Linked DNA regions of Mus musculus: region 1 is linked to region 2. A link is a contact called in public promoter capture Hi-C data. All regions are on one chromosome and are shown on one strand. Each heading gives the region's core, a stretch centred on a gene start, on an enhancer-like site or on the middle of the called end of the contact. The rest is flanking DNA. Distances are from core to core; before and after follow the strand shown.

Region 1 (2,700 bases), core at 113-2,612, 250 kb after region 2:
AAGTACTGTATTTGAATATAGTAGTTATTGTGGTAAATAGGAACTATATCTATCACTTCATTACTTCTCCTTTGGTATGAATAACAAGAAATACAAGTATCTTGTATACACTTTCACACAAATGCAGACATTCCTATAAATACATAGCATCTGACCTACTTTTAAAATAGGACTTGCTCGACTTAGGCACATTGTGTATTATTATAGACCTTAGTATCTCAAATCATTTCTTTTTTTTTTAATTTCCAAGTTTAATTATTCCTTTACTATTACAAGGAGCATACAATTCTGCAGCAGAGTGGCTTTCCGTGTATGTGCAAGGCTTCGGTATCTACAATCAGTGCTGCAATAATCAGCAGAACCATAATTTCCTACCTGCCCAGGTCCACAAGTCTAGAGTCTAGAGCAATGAAGATGTACATGGGCACCAGGCAGTGGCGGCCCACGCCTTTAGTTCCAGCACTTGGGAGGCAGAGTGCAGTGGCATCTCCATGCGTTTGAGTCCAGCTTGGTCTACAGAGTGCGTTCCAGGACAGCCAGAACTACACACAGAGACCACCATGCCTCGGGGAAAAAAAAAAAAAAAACAAAAACAAAACTAGAAAAAGAAAACGAAAAACAGAAAGAATGGCCCTGATTATTTTGTGAGAACTTGCCAATGCACACTCACAAATGCAGAGGGTTTTGCTGCTTCTGTTTGTAGGGTCCGTCTGTCTGTCTACTTGTCTGTCTGTTTAAAACATCCCTAATAGTAAAAGTTCTTAGTGGTTAAGTTTGGGGAGTCGAAGCAGCCACCCACAGGGCAGCCCATGCTTTAACAATTATACAGTTCAAACCACCCCAGTACCTGCACCTCCCTAGCGGTGGGTTAGGGTGAAGGTCCCTGAAACCTCTCAGCTTTCTCAGCATTCTGTTCTAGGGAACTGCTTCCGAGTCCCCCATGAGGCTCTTCCACCAAGGCTCTCCAGATGCTGCCCAGAGCACAAAACTCACTATCCCTAAACTCACCAACAAGGCCAAGTCACGTGGTGTTCCCTCCTCTGCCCAGAGGGATCCCTGCGCGCTCTAAAGCCCAAGGCTCCCAGCTCAGGGTTACACACTCAGAGGGGAGAGGAGATGCACAAAGACCGCTCTATCCACCAACTCCTTCCGCATCTCAGAAGGAGTCAGAGAGTAGGGATAAACTTACTTGGTCCAGGCCAGGCTGTCCTGTGATCGAATCTCCGACCTTTGGAGGGCTTCAATGGACAGCAGCATTGTCTCTGCGCCATCTCCCTGACTCTGCATTCTTAGTTGGGAGCGAAGCAGAAAAGGGAGAAAAGCTATCCTTTCTTACTGAGTGCTCGCTCCGCCCTGCGGATATGAGACTACGTAGATCCGCCCCGGTGTCTCAAAGAGGAGGAGCAATGGGTCTGGGAAAGCGGCAGGGATCTGGGAACAGCTCTTTTATCTAGTCGCTGCGATGCTGTTTGGATCCATTAAGTACTGAAGGAATCGTATGACCGGAAAAAAAAGCCATCCAAGATTCTCAAAAGTATTTACAGAAAAAAATCAGCTTAAATATGGTTTAATAAGCATTAGAGTTCTGTGCCACCAGGCCATTGTGGATGTTTTGCCTGCATGTCTGTGTACCACATGTATTCCTAGTGCCTGAAATGTCCAGAATAGGATCGGAGAGGGAAGGCACTAAACCTTTTGGAACTGGAGTTGTAGAAACAGATGGACGTGAGCTGCTATGTAAATGCTGGGAATTGTATCTGGGCCCTCTGGAAGAGCAGTGGGACCTCTTAACTGCTGAATCGTTTCTCCAGCCCAGTACTAGGGTCATATCCCCAAGCTCTAGCAGGCAACCAGACTGATGGCAATACCCCTGAATTGTTTGGGGAAATCTCTTGGACCATAAAACTACAAAACTCACAGGGAAGTTTCAGACACTTGGCACCGGATTTTTTTTTTTAAATTTATTAGTAAGACAGGGTTTCTCTGTGCTACTTTGGCTATCCTCAAACTCCCTCTGTAGACTAGAAGGCCTTGAGCTAACATAGATCCCACATGAATTTGCATCCTGAGGCCCAAGATTAAAAAGTGTGTCACCACCTGTGGATATAGGTAGGTAGATGGTTGGATGGATGGATGGATAGATTGATTGATTTAAGAAAGCTTATAAATAATAGGTGTGATTATGGCTTTTTCAAACATCCATCTTATTATTTATCCCTTTTGGTTATCCTGACCTACACTTTACCCTCCCATAACCCTCCCCACCTAAGTACTTAAGTCTACCCTCCCATTTCCCTCCTGTTTTCATAGCATCACATTCTACTTTGCAGCCAAGAAAATCAAAACAGATAGTGTGTGTGTGTGTGTGTGTGTGTGTGTGTGTGTGTGCGTGCACTGTTCTTGTTACATTTTTTAAATTATCAGACAAAATAATGGCCTCCATCTCAACACTTTCATAAGGTGTGTGCCATTTACTTCATTCATCCCTTTCCCACACCCCTGACACCACTTTTTTATTAGATATTTTCTTTATTCACATTTCAAATGCTATCCTGAAAGTTCCCTATACCCTCCCCCGCCCGCCCTGCTACCCTACCCACCCACTCCTACTTCTTGGCCCTGGCATTCCCCTGTACTGAGTCATATAAAGTTTGCAAGACCAAGGGACCTCTCTTCCCAATGATGGCCAACTAGGCCATT
Region 2 (2,700 bases), core at 9-2,508:
GGGCTGACCATTTAAGATTTGGCAACCTATCAGGGGGGCTTGTCTCTGGAGAAAATTGATTCTCCCTCCCTCAGCAGCCATTGACTGATTGTAGTTCATCATCTAGTGTAGGGCTGTGTGAAATTTCCCTCATTCCCATTAACGTGTATGCTGCTGGGGTCATTATGTAGGACTTGGCTAGGCAACCATATTGTTGAGATTTCATGGCTATAGTTTCCCTGCCATGTTGTTCTGGCTGGTTTTATGTGTCAACTTGACACAGCTGGAGTTACCACAGAGAAAGGAGCTTCAGTTGAGGAAATGCCTCCATGAGATCCAACTGTAAGGCATTTTCCCAATTAGTGATCAAGAGGGAAAGGCCCCTTGTGGGTGGGACCATCTCTGGGCTGGTAGTCTTGGGTTCTATAAGAGAGCAGGCTGAGCAAGCCAGGTAAGGCAAGCCAGTAAAGAACATCCCTCCATGGCCTCTGCATCAGCTCCTGCTTCCTGCCCTGCTTGAGTTCCAGTCCTGAGTTCCTTTGGTGATGAACAGCAGTATGGAATCGTAAGCTGAATAAACCATTTTTTCCCCAACTGCTTCTTGGTCATGATGTTTGTGCAGGAATAGAAACCCTGACTAAGACAAATTGATACTGGCTTGCTTTGTTTTATAAGCTACTTTTGCTTTTATTTGCAAACAGGGTCTCCTGCAGTGATTATGCATATCTGGTTTATTGATAGATTTGCTTTTTAAAGAGTTGTTGTGGAGGACAAAACTCTGGGAAGTCTTTGGATCTAAGAATTTAAGCACAGCTCTTGGCATTTTTTTCACATAAACTATAAACATATCGAAAGTTTTGACCTGGAAGCCGACAAGTATCTCACTGAAGGTGGCTTGTGAGAAAGATTGGTGTATTTCTTATGAGTCCAGGGCATACACACTCAGAATGAAGTTCACTGGTCTGCAAAAGGGAATTGGGATTGCCTCAGAAGCCACTCTGGAGTGTAGTCTCTTGATATCTTCAGGTGCAGGTGGGGCTGCGGTTTGGCATGGTCTGAATTCCCAGGGCTTTATCCTTGCCCATTCCTTAGATCTCTGAGATTAAGCATTAGAATAAGCATTAGCCTTCTGGCTTTTCCAACACATCCTTTCTAAGCTTGTCAGTCACATGCGTGTAGCCAATCACCACCCACGACGTAAGCACCAATGAATACGCAGATTCGCAGGGAGAGAGGCGGGTCTGAAGTGCAAACGATCCAATCACTGACGCCAACGATCGATGCCTCAGAAGGTAGTTATTTGCTCTGGTGCTTTCTGAAGATGGCGGCGGCTAAGGACGGATGCGGCCTAGAAACTGCTGCTGGAAACGGGCGGCGGCTCCACTTAGGGATTCCTGAAGCAGTGTTTGTGGTAAGAAACTCTTTCTCAGCGTCTTAATCTGATATTGGAGATTGCTTTCCAGTCACTTCCCAGGTCTGGGTCGTTGGGAGGAACAGAGCTAAAGGGTCCCGGAAGGGAATGTCTGGCCTTTTGCCTCTTCCTGCATCTTGGCTTTTTAGGCCTGGCGGGCGATAGCTTTGAAGAAAGGTAGTCCAACCCCGGCCCAGAAGAGGGAGCAGGGAGGAGAACTGGGTAGCTGGAGACGGATGCGAGGCGGATTGGGGCGTGGCGTCCCTTGAAACTGACCAGTTGCTGCCTGTTGTCGCCTAAAGAAAAACAAAAAACAGCAGCAACGGTTATTGAGCTCAAGACCGCAGTGATGCCGGAGATGTAGATGGGTGGACATTTAGCACAGAGAGCAGGCAGAGCAGCTGTTTGTAGGGTGTGGGTACTGAGTGGCACCCAGTCAGCTTGAGCACGGCCGTGGTCCGTTTCCTTGGGAATGGAAGCAGACTGCTGAGAAAAGTAAACGTTAGCACAAACGTTAAGTCCATGTGTTCTTGCTTTTAAGAATTGAGGCTTATGTAATGGGCAACCGGCTGTTATTAGGTTTTTGAAACCATTTTATATTTGCTTTTAGTAATACTATTTAAGCAGTTTGTAGACAACAAATTTTATGCAGTTGTGAAGATTGTGGGAAATGCAATTGGAAGGTTTCATGTAACAGGACCGACCCAAGTTAAATATTTGTACTGAAGCATATAAAATCTTAGTCAAAATTTCCTTGATTCTTTTTTGGTATGTACCAAAAATTATATATATTCTGTCTTATTGCTAACATTCTTCAAAAGACCCTTTTTTTCTTTTACTTAAATCACATTTTATATTGTATATTTTAATGTGCTGGTGGAATAAATTTTTATGTGTATTCTCAATGTTCTGTGCTTTTAAAAATATTTTTCAAGTGATCTTTACATGAAGTAATATTTTCTGAGGTTCAGAAATTTTCTTAGAAAATTTGCAAAACTTTATGAGGGAGTTACTGTTGTTCAAATTTTGTAGATGTAGTTGATGAAACCCAGAAATAGAGGTATCCAGAAGTAGCATTTGAGCAGTCAGGAGAGCTTTAGAACCTCTTTGGTCATGCTCTGCTACTTAGAGGTGAGGAAATTTTGTGTTATTTCTCCTGATCCTATTATAATGCCTGATATATAAGGATGTAAATATATAAATTTCCATTCTGTCTTAAATATAACCCGATAGCAGTAACTTCAGAAATGGAATTAATGAATACAAACTTTATCTGAGGGATTTACCGTAAAATAAACTTTTATTTATTT

What was found. Promoter capture Hi-C pulls out the DNA fragments that hold promoters and counts their contacts.
Region 1: a promoter capture Hi-C map of liver shows a contact between it and region 2, with 4 times the contacts expected there. The contact joins the promoter of 4933407K13Rik here to the promoter of Vbp1 in region 2. A contact is called at or near these places in 2 of 39 promoter capture datasets (both in liver).

What each region holds. Positions count from the first base shown.
Region 1 is chrX:75,763,337-75,766,036 of GRCm38.p6, forward strand. It overlaps 4933407K13Rik (RIKEN cDNA 4933407K13 gene), which reads right to left and starts at 1,363. Exons shown (of 9, transcript NR_029443.1): 1 at 1,190-1,363.
Region 2 is chrX:75,513,039-75,515,738 of GRCm38.p6, forward strand. It overlaps Vbp1 (von Hippel-Lindau binding protein 1), which reads left to right and starts at 1,259. Exons shown (of 6, transcript NM_011692.2): 1 at 1,259-1,390. The coding sequence starts at 1,301.